Regions from separate parts of the Mus musculus genome. Here regions 2 and 3 are each linked to region 1. The links are chromatin contacts, called in public HiChIP or PLAC-seq maps. All regions are on one chromosome and are shown on one strand. The core of a region is the stretch at or near the end of the contact, and the rest is flanking DNA. Distances in the headings are between cores, read along the strand shown. Region 1 holds the start of Ikzf2 (IKAROS family zinc finger 2). Region 2 has its middle 64 kb from the start of Gm28497. Region 3 has its middle 140 kb from the start of Gm28497.

Region 1 (4,219 bases), core at 975-3,474:
TCAGACTACACAGTTCAGTATTTTCAGCTCCTTTCATTTTCCTTTTCCCTTTAATTATAGAATTCTTTATTCCCCTTTCTGTGGTCAAGAAAGATAGTAAATGCTGCTATTTGTAGATTGAAAATGCATTTATTTTCTCAGGACGATTCCTATGCTCTTCGCCCAACAAATGTAAACGTCGTGATTGGCATAAGGCTAGGCTACACTTCCAGGCTAACAACTTTTTCGAACCTCACGGTTCCTTTGACTCGGGTGGATGTGGCACACGCCGGGACAGGGGTGGATATAAACAGCAAGTAAACACTCTAATTTTAAACTTGCACTGGGAAGCACTTTCACAATGGGGACAGTGGCGCTCGCTCCGTGTCTCCCAGGGCACTCGCAAGGGTCCCTCTGTCCGGCTCAGTGTCCCAGATCCTCCGGGTGCCGGGAGCCGGGAATCCGGGGAGGTACCGGGCCAGAGAGAGAACTTCCCGCGGCCGACATGAGCCGGGGGAGCCCGAGATCGTCCCTCCCGCGCGGCCAGCGGAGAACGTGAGCAGCGGGGCGCGGGGAGAGGGGCGGAGCCGGCGCGGGGGGCGCGCGGGGCGCGGAGGAGGCGCGGAGGAGGCGCGGAGCCGCGCGGCACTTGTCCTGTAATCGATTGCCGAGCGCGCCGAACGAGCGGCCGAGCGCGCAGACACGCGCCCCCGCCCCTCCCGCCCGCGCGCTCGCCCGCTCGCTCGCTCGCTCACCCGCCCGCCCGCTCCCGGCTCTCACGGACCCGGGCGCTCGCTGACGACCCCCCCCCCAACCCCCTCCGCGCGCGCGCGGCCGCCACCGCCGCCGCCGCTGCCCGCCCTCCGCCCGCGGGCGTCTGCGCGAGCCCGGCCGGCGGGGGAGATGTGCTCGGGCTCCGCCGGATCGGTTTCTCGGGGTTTGACCAGCTGTCCCGGGCTAACCCTGCTCCTCGCTGAAGATGGAGGAAGTAAAAACAGGATTACCCTTAGCTACAGATCCACTGCCTTAGTTTCCACCACCAACTGCAGTGCACAAACACACGTTAGGCACAGGAAAGAAAGAAAGAGAGAGAGGGAGAGGACACACTAACAGTAAACACAAACAAAAGGGTGATGGGATTATTTTACTGCATGCACTGCTGAGGTAAATCTCCGCTTGGCTTTTTGCGTGGGGAAGAACAGCTCTTGTTTTATTTGTCTTCTGATTCATAGATTATCTATCAATTTGTGTATGGTTTGCAAAGGGGTTGGGGAGGGGGAGTGTTTTCAAAGTTAAGTGTAATGATATGGAATCTTGTTTAACAGTGTGGTGTGATCGAATGACTTGTTGCTGTTAACCAGGGATAATAATAATATAGACGCTTTTCTTTGGGGAGGGATGGGTTGTGGCTCTGATTAGGGAAATGATCTCTGTTAAGGACGCTCAGGGAATTTCGTTGAAGATGATGTCCTTTGCCTTAATGTATCGTCCCCTCCTTGTAATCTGCTTCTGGGATGTTAATGGACTAATCAGTTCTCATCTTTATAGCTGTCATGGATTTGGACTTGTTTTTGCTTTGTTTTAACTTGAATTCCAAGAAGAAAGATTGGATAACCTGGCATAGATTGCAGCTGTCTGGATAGAGGCTATTATACTGTTGAGATTGAAAACAAAACAAAACAAAAATAATAATAAAAATCTGGTGTGACACATGTATAACAGCAACAGTTAAATCGCTTTGACAGGTTCTGGTATGGACGAAGGAGATGGAATGAAGATTTAATTTCTTTTTCTTTTTCTTTTTTTCCTATTTTGCCAGAGGCCACAAAACAGTCCTGTGAAGTTGGCCTAGGTTCCTTGCTGGGTTCTGCCTGACTGTCCCTCCCCTCGTACCCCCCCTCCCCTTTTTCTTTCAGTTTTCTTGTCTTAGCTTTTGGTCGATTCTTAAGGAACCGGTGGATCAAGTTTTTTCTCTTCTCGTTAATCGCATTGCTGTAGCACTGACCTCTCTCTCTTTCTCTCCCTCCCTCCCTGTCTTTTTTTTTTTTTTTTTTTTTTTCCTCTTTCCTGAAAGTACGTGGTGCCATTCCTGAGTGACTTTTCCTACTAGACCATCCCAAAGGGACGAGGGGGCGGGGGCGGGGGAGGAGGAGGACGAGGAGGAGGAGAAGGAGGAGGAGGAGGAGGAGGTTGGGGGGGAGTGTTCCTTCTCTCTCATTTCTTGGTTTTGTTTATCAGCCGATCTGTTTGCTGGATTCGGTCTTGGAATGACCCACCTGTAAAGTGCTTTCCCTCCTCCTCGGCTTCAACTCTGCAGGGGGCTTTGCCTGGAGGGGGCAGGGAGGGAAGGGGGGGGGGACACAAAAAACTTCTTTCTTTCTTTCTTTCTTTCTCCGTTTCTCTTCAGCCCGACATTGTCACCTCCTCCTTGAGGGGTTAGAAGAAGCTGGGAGCTCCCGACAGAGCTGGAAATGGTGATGACTGTTTTTTAATCAGAGGACAATTTCTTTTGTATGTACATTTTGTTTCTCTTTCTCCTTTTTCTTCCTTTTTCTTCCTTTTCCTTCACTGAGGGTTTAATAACCCTTTCACTGTTGGCGCAGACTTCTTTTGCTTCTAACTGACGCTTCTTTTTAGTATGTGTGTTAAATGTGTACATTTTTAAAGAGATAGACTCATTTGTAAGCTCTCGGTAGAAACTGCTCCCCTTTAAAACTTTCCGGGTCCCTTTCTTTCAAACCTTACGTAACCTAATTGAAAGAATTTGATAAGAGTAGAGCAGGTCGGAATTTAACTGCTATGTAGTGACTGGGAATTTGATCTGATTATTCCATAAAGAAAGAAAGAAAAGTTTTTGGGGGGCGGGAGGGGGGTAGGGAGGCTGGTGGTGAAGGGGAGGGGAGGGAGAAGGGAAGTGGTTTTGGAGACAAGAAGTGAAGCTGCCTGTTTTCCAGTAAGTAATGGAGAAATTCCAGGAGCTAGGGCTAAATATACTTGGCGATCAATACAGAAATGGCTCATTGTGAATAATTTAGCTGCTGGTGCTTTGAGAGTTTTGAAACTAAAGGCAAAAAGGACCTGGGCCAAAGGGGGGAAAAATAAGTAAAAATCTTTTTCAGGACTTGTCAATTCTGTAACTTTTTCCCTCAAAGAATACAGTTAGATTATCGATCTTCTTATGATGTGAATCAAAGCTAGGGGGTGTTGTCTCATGCAATTTACTTTTGTTTCTGGGGATACAAAAGTATTTGTGTTATTGATGCATGAAAATCATTCCTCACACTTGGGGAGAGGAAAATCCTCCCCTCCCCTCGTGCACAGCCAAAAGTTTCTGACTTGTTGGAACTCCGAATGTCTCAAGTAGGCTTGGCATTGTCTCCGGCCATAGTCTGGCAGGAAATTAGGGTACGTGGAACAGGTGCTCACACAGGATTTGGGGTGGGCTAAAACGTCAGTACAAGCCAGAGTTGGCCAACTGCCGCAAAAGTCTTTGGGATACAGTCTAGTACTAAGTAGTTTTGTTTTGTTTTGTTTTCTTATGTTTTGTTTGTTCTCTGTGCCCCCCCCCCCCCCCCATTAGAACATGATGAACCAACTTGCAACAATTGTGAATAGAGCTGTCTGTATACTAGGGAAGTACTCAAACTGCAGGGCGATTGTGGGAAGTAGTGAGTGGTAAAATACTTAGATAGCAGTTACAGTTGGCAAATTGGAGATTACCCTCTCCTATTTTTTCCCCCAATAAACCGGGTAAATTTTGACGAGAGAGAGTCGTTCTTCTCTTGCTACAGCCCATCTCACAGGACACTTAGCGTCCCTATGTCCCTATCCTATCTCCAGCAGGAATCAGATCATTTGCAGAGAGTTCAATGACTTGCAAATGAGCACGCACAGTACACTGTAGTATGTTTCTCAGGCACAGGTTGCAGGAGCAACATGCACTACCTGCTTGGGGCTTGAAATAAGTGAAGAATTTAATGGCAGATACAGGGAGGAATCCTTGGGTAAAGGTTGCAATCTTTTGTGTTCCAGCACTGCACTTTGACTATGGAAACAGACGCAATTGATGGCTATATAACATGTGAGTATTCCTTTTCATTAATTTGCTGTGGGCAATCAAGTGAGCTTCTTGCTCCCTGTGTGTGAGTCCCTGAGCCATGGGTCTTTAGTACGTGTTCTCCAGCTTTATTTGCTCTTCACCATTTCCCCTTGCAACAGATACGAGGAAGTATTACCAGGA
Region 2 (4,358 bases), core at 485-2,984, 320 kb after region 1:
GCTGCTGCTATGGCTCTGTAGGTACAGGTGAGGCTAGGACAGCCTTACTGAGCAATGGCATGTAATTGTAGGAACTCCAGGGATATCTCCCTGTCCTCTTGCTGGCTACCAGGCGCGACTGATGCGCCTGTAGGCTATAGGTAGCACTGCAGCTCTGGGTTTCTGTCTCCCCGTGGGCAAGCAGCACAGGCCCAGGACTGAGTTCTTGACTCAGGTTCTCTGTCCTCCACATTTGGGGATGAGGATGAATAGGGAAGCAAGCTTCATCCAGTTAACTTATTGTAGGTCTCTTCTTATTTTGCTTATCGATAGAGCACTTAGAGCAAAAACTTCATTTTCAAGTTGTCATCTTTATTCCTTACTAAAGCCAGGGCAGAACACGGGGGGCTTGGTTCTACTTAAACGTTTCTTCACTATGTCTATTTACTTTACTCAGAATGTGTCACAAGACACCTGTGGCAGTCAAAAGCAAATCCAGTTTTCCAGGTGTGGTGTGATCAACACAATTCGGGATTTGGATTATCACCTCCTTTGTTAAATTAATGCTGCCGAAAATCTAATCTGCTTTTTTTGGGTAATCCCTTGCTCTCATGACTCATCCCAAGCCTTTCCCTTCCACCATACTTGTCTGAGTCATCTTAATACATGATAAATATTAACTTCTTTATCCTCAGTCTATGCCTCTGGCTGTTTAGTTTTGAGAAGAAATACAAAGCCTTTTCTTCTTCTTCTTCTTTTCCTTCTGTTAAGCTTAATTCTATTGTTCCTGTTTGCTAAGATCTTTTATTTCGGCGCTTTAACCTGTCGTTATAGTTTGGGGTTCTAACTTTGCCATCCTGTTTCCTTAGTGACCTTCCCAGGCATCTGTAAACCATGCCTGATAAACAACCCCTTTGTGAGTGCAAAGTCAATAATTGAACAAGATAGAAGAATCTGTGGGGCTTGCACATGCATTTAACTTCCTTCCAGCTTGTAGTTTATCCAACTCTCGGTAACTTTGGTTATAATGGTTTAACCCATTATGGACCTTTGCCTGTAGGACACACTTCTCCAGCTTTTCCAAGACAAACTTTTCATAAATATCCCATGCCCCTGTAAAGTCTTTATAGGCTAGACTTACAGGTTTCTTAGATTTGACAGCATGACCTCACAAAGATATGTAGGACATCCTCTCTGCTTCTCCCAGTCCACTTTGCCCTGTTTTGTGCTCATGGAAACTGTTTTCTCTGTACTGGATAAGCTGGATTCCTTTGTCCTGAATGAACACGAGATTGCAGGAGAGTAGGGGAATGAGATTTCACCAGATTCCTTTCTTACAGCCACACACAATATAATGTGCCTTAGTTCTTCCCAAGGCTTGAAAGTCCCTCTGATGAACTCTCTCCCTTAAGTAAAAAGACAAAACTGCAACTCTATGCAGAGTCTCAGATGATCCTGCTGTTTGACATCTAAGAGGCAGGGATGTCCTGTGTTTGTATGACAAGATAGGGCTCCACATTTAATTTAATCCTCTGTGACTCCTATTTTTAAAATCTACCGTCTGTTTTGAAAGGAGCCCTACAAATTATGTAGCCAGTCCTTCTGGGGGTAGGACTTGTTCCCACCAGTCACTGATATGGTGAGTCCTGTTATTACTCTGTGTGTGTGTGTGTGTGTGTGAGTGTGTGTGTGTGTGTGTGTGTGTGTGTGTGTGGTGTTCCCTGCCAGGGCTCTGACTCATGCTGAATGAACTGTGATGAGTCAGATTTGTTCTTGTGAGGCTCTGTTGACTCCTGCTGATCATTGGTTCTTTATGTTCCCTACACCTATTCCTCTGTGTAAAAAATTCTAAAACCTTAACTGAAATCAATGAAACACTTCACACTAATTTGCTATGGCTCCATTTGTCCCATTTTTCAAGATTGGCTACTATTTTTCCAGCATATGATTTTCTTTCCCACTGCTGCTTGGAGCTCTTCAAAGGCCACCGGCAATGTTTAATGATCTAATTTACAGGCTCTTTAGAAATCTCTAGAGAAAATTCAGACGCAGTAACACACCAGGTTCCCCTTATCAATACACTTCGCCTGTTTCATCCAGGAAGAAGAAGGCCTTGTTTTCTTTGTTATCATTGAAGGTGTTGATATCAAAGTCTTTTCCTTTACTTCTTGATATAATAAAACATTTTAGGGAAAAATAATAAAAAAAAACCCACCAAAGCCAAACCCTTCTACTGACTACTACCACACATTTCCTAAGTCCTTCAAATCTGAGCAGTATTCTACATGAATTTCTCTCTGACAGTGCTGTTTTTGTTTTGCCATCTGACTTTTTGAATTCCTGGGGAAGGCTCAGATATTTAAAAAGTGTAAGTTAAGCTTATGTTTCAGTCCCTTCTATCTCTAAGGAAAATTGCTGTTCCTAATTTTTTTGAAGCTGCTTTATGCCACCCTGATTGGGTCCTCAATACAGAGAAAGACATTAGTTTTCAGCTGAAAAAAAAAGCCTAGAGCCATATGTGATTTTAGGGACCAAATTTGGATGATAAAGCAAAAGAGGTCTAGGGAAGATTTAAATAATGAATAAAGAAAAGCTGGGCCTTTTCTTCACGCATATATAGGACTGACGGTTCTGGAGACATCTGCTTGGGTTCTGTGCATGGCTTTCTTGGTAGTTACTATGATACCTGCATTTGCACGCTCAGGCTAGCCAGGAGGAGGGCCAATGATGCTTAGCTTTTATGTGTGTCCCTTCAAAGTCTGAGCTCAGCAACCACATTGGTTTCTTAGAGCTGTCTGACCCTTTTCTTCCTCTGTGGCTTCATTATTTTCAGTTGTACTATTAGAACTGCATTTATGTGAACTTCTGAAATCATCTTCCATCTCTCTATTTCCTGGCATAAAACCCAATTTTATTTTTTATTTTTAAATAAAAATAAATCTTGTTCACTATTCCTCAGCCTCGTCCGTGGCATATATTTCTAGTGGGTCTTTATTCAGATGAATAAATGTTTTGTGGTAAATACTTAGTAAAGGCTGTTTCTATTGCCTTAGTCCATTTAAAATTAGATAATATTCCTGTTCTACCTTATTAATATGTTTTGTTGTTATTGTTAGTTCTGTATGGGGTTTTTCTTTGAAATTGTGTTGGTATAGCAAATACTTGAGAAGTAATTTATAAAGCATGGAGGTTCAAGTTTGAAGGGCTAAGACTCATCAGGGGGTTTCCCTTGTTTTTGTTTTTCCTTTTATTGAAGGTAGATTTCCCCCTCATTCTAAATACTCTGATTACTTATGGTTTTCCTCCATACCCCACCCCCCAGTCCTTCCAGTACCTCCCACCTGCCCTCCTGTCAGGATCCACTCCCTTTCTGTGTCTCAAGAGGAAACAGATAAGCTTCTAAAATATAATAATGAAATATACCAAAAATAAAATATCTAAAACAAAAAACTATCATATCAAAGTTGAACGGGACAAACAGAAGAAGAAAAATCCCAAGAGAATGCACAGGAATCAGAGACCCACTCTTTTGTACACTCAGGAATCCCATCAAAACACTAAACTGGAAGCCATACTACATACACAGAAGACCTGGTACAGACCTGTGGACTCCATGTGATCACTGCTTCCATCTCTATGAGTTCATATGAGCTTTGTTCACATTGATTTAGAGGCCTTGTTTTCTTTGTGTCCCCATCCCCTCTGGCTCTCACACTCTGCCTCATCTTCCTTGGGGATCCCTGAGGGATTTGATAGAAACATCCCATTTAGGGCTGAGTGTTCCCATCTGCTGCAGGAAGAAACTTCTCATTGAGGTATTGTATTTTATTTATTTATTTATTTATTTATTTATTTATTTATTTAATTTTTTTGCTGTATCACCCTACAGTAGAAAGTAAGAGTTTATGAGGGGGCAAGCTGTTGAACAGTAGCCTCTAGCTGTTATATAATTAACATTAATCCTTATGACTTGCCTGGGATCCCAAGAGGCCATACTTCTGTAATTGAAGTTGTGGGGATTAGGTTTCTGGTTTCTGGCACATATTATTGGGATGGCATATTCAAATCATACCCTTCTTTTCTAGGTCCCCAAATATCTAATCTTCTAACATATGAAATATATTCACTATGTCCAAATCACTCTAGAATAGTGACACATCCCAGACCCAGGTAAAAGTATAAACTCCTGAGTCTTATATGACCCAGATATAAATGTGAGATTCAAGGCATAAGTTGACATAAGGGTAGATCTACCCCCTCTGTGTATATAAAGCTAAAATCTACATGTTTCTAAAATACAACAATAAGCTAGGCATAGGCCAAACAAGAAGGGGTAACTGGTCTCAAGTGAAACTGGACTCTAGCTAGGTCAATAACAT
Region 3 (3,900 bases), core at 1,005-3,504, 390 kb after region 1:
AGGAAGGGAAGCATTAAAATGGTTCTGTAGTGCTGTAGGACCTGTGGACATTGGGTATCAGCATGCCAAGGTATGTATAGTGAAGCAAGAAATGGCACTCAAAATTAGTGCTAACCAGTAGCTATCTAGATGGACTTAAGGCTTACTCAATAGGGAGAAAATCACGCCTGCTACTAGAAACATAGCCAGCTTTATGGACCTTGTGAGCTCCCAGATATTAGAAAAGAATCTATGAGTGCCGTTTTGTTAGGACAACATTATTCCTTCCTACATTCTAAATCTTATCCTTATATTCATAATTAAGTGTAGATATCACCCCTCATCAAAGAAGCCTCTATTTACAGCAAATGGAGACTATCACAGAAAAAGACAAGCAAACACAATGCAGAGATCTGCAGATAGAGGGATACCCAGACCCAACAGATGCATTGGTATCACAACTCCTGCATATAGACTATGCGGACATTGGGGGAGAGGTATTGGAAAGATTGTAAGAACTGGAATACCAGGAAGTCTGCTGCGAAACAGTGCCTCCTAGAAATAGCTGCGCAAACAAGACCAGACCAATGGCAGTAATGATGGACGTGTTAACATGGAACTGGAAAGCTTCATGAGATCTCACCCTAGAGGAAGAACTGTTGGTAGTTATGTAATGACTCCTGGGAGAAGGGGAATAATGTCTTCTGGGGATGTGCCCTCTTACTGGATATCCAATGAAGATTGTTCAGCCTTGAATCCATATACACACCATCAACAAAAATGTACTCAGCAGGCTGATTAACATTTCACATATATACATATGCATATATGTATACATATATATGTGTATATATATTCAAAATTTTCATAAAAGGAAGTCCTGCCATTTCAAAAATTCAGAAGAGTCTCAGTGATATTATAGTTAAAATAATCTGGGGATAGATAGATAAATACCACATAAGCTCATATATTTGAGTTATAAAAATATTGTTTAAAAAGCAGTGTAGTGTTGGGCGTTGTAGTGTGCCTTTAATCCCAGCACTTGAGGGACAGATGCATGGAAAAAACTCCAAGTTTAGAGCCAGCCTGGTCTACAGAGTGAGTTCTAGGACAATCAGGACTATGTAGTGAAACCCTGTCTTAGGGAAAACAAAGAAAAAAAGGAAAGTAGAAAGGTAGAAAGGTAGTTATCCAAATTTCCAAATTGAGAACTGGATGGCAGAGAGATGCTGGTTTATATAAAATTAAAGGGTAATGAGTTTATGAGATCTCTGTATGTTCCACTAAATAAAATTAACTACATTGCACATTCAAGAATTATTAGAAATTCCCTTATATATTCTGAATATTAATAACTTCTTGCATAAATAATTTGCAAATGTATTTTCAAATTCTTCTTCCCACTGTAGATTATAGCCATCACTATAATTCTTATCAGCACAAAATGCTAAGTATTGAGGTTACACATATGTTAATTAACTTGGTTTAGCTATTACTTTAAACAATATATACACATGTGAAATATGTTATAATATAATATATTCATACTTTCCATTAACAAAATTTAAATAAATATATATTAAATATTTTATTATATAAATTTGCTTTTACAGACATGTTTATTAACACACATGCACACACACACACACGTGTGTGTGTGTATATATATATATATAATTTCTGGATTTTTCTCTACCTTTTCCTACACATTGGTTTGTCAACTGATTCTGTAGTTTTTGTTAAAATTATAATTAAGTAATTTGAAAATTGATTTTATAATTTATTTACTTCAAATTTAATTTGTTTTAAAGAATTACTATGGTAATCCTAGATCATTTCCATTTTGGTATCAGTTTCAAAATCAGTGCTTGAATTTAGACAGAGAAAGTGTTTTGAAATTCTCATGTGCACTTCATTGACACTCTAGATCAATTTGGAAGTAGGATATTTCTTTAAAGTTGAAATACACCTAAAAGGAGTAGCTGCAGATTGTTGTCATTTTTGTGACCTTGACAACAGAGACTTAACCATAAAAGCCGGATTTTAGCTCCATCGATGTCTCTAGAACTTTGCATAAGACTAACTTCAACTAAAGCTTGCTCCAAACTTCCTTTCAAACCGCAACAAGCCATATCGCCAATACACCAGTGTGCGACAATCTGCATTTTTGCAAACTATCGTGCTACTGTGAAGAAAAACCACACCTAATGCCTGTGCTTGCTCTGAAAACTTGCTTCAAAGCGTCCCTGGGAATGAGAACTATAGTAGTAGGTTCAGGGGAAGTACCTTGCATGGGAACCTCAGCCTTTCTGCATGCCGCAGCACCTGCTGATGGGCAGGCAAAGGAAGTGTTGAATTGATTTAGATAATAACACACCAGAAGAATTGAAACCGATTTCAAAACTACTTCCCTTGGAAAAGTATTTTGCCCCTAAAGGAGTTTCAGCAGCCTCAGAGGGCAAATGCAGTTACCGTATTTACTCAAAATTTTTCTTTGACCTTTTAAAGGGCTTCCCTTTTGCTTCATCTATCTGCTTTTGTGATTCTGAGTTGTTTTTGTCGCTTTTTATTTATTTTTTTATTTTTTTTATTTTTTTGGTCTTCAGTATGTTCTCATCAACACCCCTCATGAGGAGCTAAAGCTGTAACTCGCTGCATAGGAAATAAAAACATTGCTAAACAATACTGTTTTAATATGACAATCCAGAATGCATTTTGTCCTGAAACCAAAATATTTGCCAAGTGACAAAAGCCTCTACTTTAAATATGTAGGGTATTAGATTATATCTAAAGCACAGGGTTTTGTTTCTTTTGTTTTTTGCTGTTTTGTTTTGTTTTTTTGTTTTGTTTTGTTTTTGTTTTGGTGTTTTTGAGGCAGGGTTTCTCTGTGTAGTCCTGGCTGTTCTGGAACTCACTCTGTAGACCAGGCTGGTCTCGAACTCAGAAATCTGCCTGCCTCTACCTCCCAAGTGCTGGAATTAAAGGTGTGTGCCATGCCCTGCTTTGTTTTTGTTTTTTAACTTTGTATTCTCAGAGACATTCTTTTTGTTTTGGAAGAAATCTTGGTCCTCATTCAAGATGGCATTACTGGCCAAGGTTTTATCACTCTCTGGAAGACAGCAGTGGTCCAAACCTCTCTCTTTTTCTTTTAGGATTGGTCTACATGTCTAGTCATGATTTTTTTTAAAGTTTTATTAGTATGTCTTCTATTGTAGAAATGCTACATAATTTACTCAAAGGCATGTTTTCCAGGCTATAGAAGGTAAGTAGACTTATATGCTTAGAGAGCTTGCACTTAGAATGTGTTCTTACACACAATTACCGCTCATTCCATTCAAAGTCTAAGAGAATATGAGTTCAACCCCCTCTAAACTAAATCTCTAAAGTAAATCTCGAGCCAACTTAAAACAGTTGAAGTTTTATCATGGTTTCTTGTCTTTCAAATTTTTTATCTATTTTTTTTCCTGTTTCCAGAATTGGGACAGGTAGAGTGGTCAGTAGAAGAGTTGACTTGCTCTATCCATCTGATTTGTTAAAGGTTATTTCCATGATGCTAAGTAACATTTAATTATTAATACATTTACACCAAAGCTACCTGCACCTTGTGTGTGTTTCTGATCGTAGAGTATGCTGGCTCCAGTGCATGCATGGATCACCTATTAGAGCTATTGCTCTCTGGCCCCTTTTTCCAGAGTTTGTCCCTGTAGCTCTCAAGTCCTCTAGAGCCTCTAGGATCATGATTAATCTCCTATGTTGGAAGAAACATCTTCAGAGGCTAAGTTCCTCCCAAGGTCCTGTGCTCTGTTTCCTGATACAATGCACTGCCTCCAGGGGGTCAGTCATACTGGTGACTTTAGGCAAGATGGTCACAACACTGTTCAACTAGACTGGAACACTACTGAGAACAATGATTCTTTTCAT

The links. HiChIP or PLAC-seq counts read pairs in DNA pulled down with a chosen protein or histone mark.
Region 2: an HNF4G HiChIP or PLAC-seq map of pancreatic cancer cells shows a contact between it and region 1. The contact joins the enhancer-like site here to the promoter of Ikzf2 in region 1. A contact is called at or near these places in 11 of 39 promoter capture datasets (the 3T3-L1 cell line, the SN4741 cell line, embryonic stem cells and 7 more), 1 of 15 datasets of contacts at CTCF or cohesin (the NIH/3T3 cell line), 15 of 484 Hi-C or Micro-C datasets (the HL-1 cell line, cortical neurons, differentiating embryonic stem cells and 4 more), 23 of 115 datasets of contacts at active chromatin or transcription factors (CD8 T cells, the HPC-7 cell line, the NIH/3T3 cell line and 12 more) and 4 of 9 other capture datasets (adipose tissue, embryonic stem cells, liver and 1 more).
Region 3: an H3K27ac HiChIP or PLAC-seq map of DN3 thymocytes shows a contact between it and region 1, with 5 times the contacts expected there. The contact joins the enhancer-like site here to the promoter of Ikzf2 in region 1. A contact is called at or near these places in 9 of 39 promoter capture datasets (the 3T3-L1 cell line, cancer-associated fibroblasts, cranial neural crest and 5 more), 17 of 115 datasets of contacts at active chromatin or transcription factors (DN3 thymocytes, the SCID.adh cell line, bone marrow-derived macrophages and 11 more) and 3 of 9 other capture datasets (adipose tissue, liver and pancreatic islet).

The regions. Positions count from the first base shown.
Region 1 is chr1:69,683,965-69,688,183 of GRCm38.p6, reverse strand. It overlaps Ikzf2 (IKAROS family zinc finger 2), which reads left to right and starts at 2,224. Exons shown (of 8, transcript NM_011770.4): 1 at 2,224-2,490; 2 at 4,012-4,060. The coding sequence starts at 4,027.
Region 2 is chr1:69,365,102-69,369,459 of GRCm38.p6, reverse strand. No RefSeq gene overlaps it. Among named protein-coding and RNA genes, the nearest start is that of Gm28497, 64 kb to the left of the region's middle. Within about 2 kb of position 1,734, at least 24 of the 459 cell types and tissues checked have an H3K27ac peak or open chromatin away from gene starts, as enhancers often do. A contact at or near this core is called in embryonic fibroblasts and pancreatic cancer cells, where this site is marked.
Region 3 is chr1:69,289,870-69,293,769 of GRCm38.p6, reverse strand. No RefSeq gene overlaps it. Among named protein-coding and RNA genes, the nearest start is that of Gm28497, 140 kb to the left of the region's middle. Within about 2 kb of position 2,254, at least 21 of the 459 cell types and tissues checked have an H3K27ac peak or open chromatin away from gene starts, as enhancers often do. A contact at or near this core is called in DN3 thymocytes, the SCID.adh cell line, memory CD8 T cells and 1 more, where this site is marked.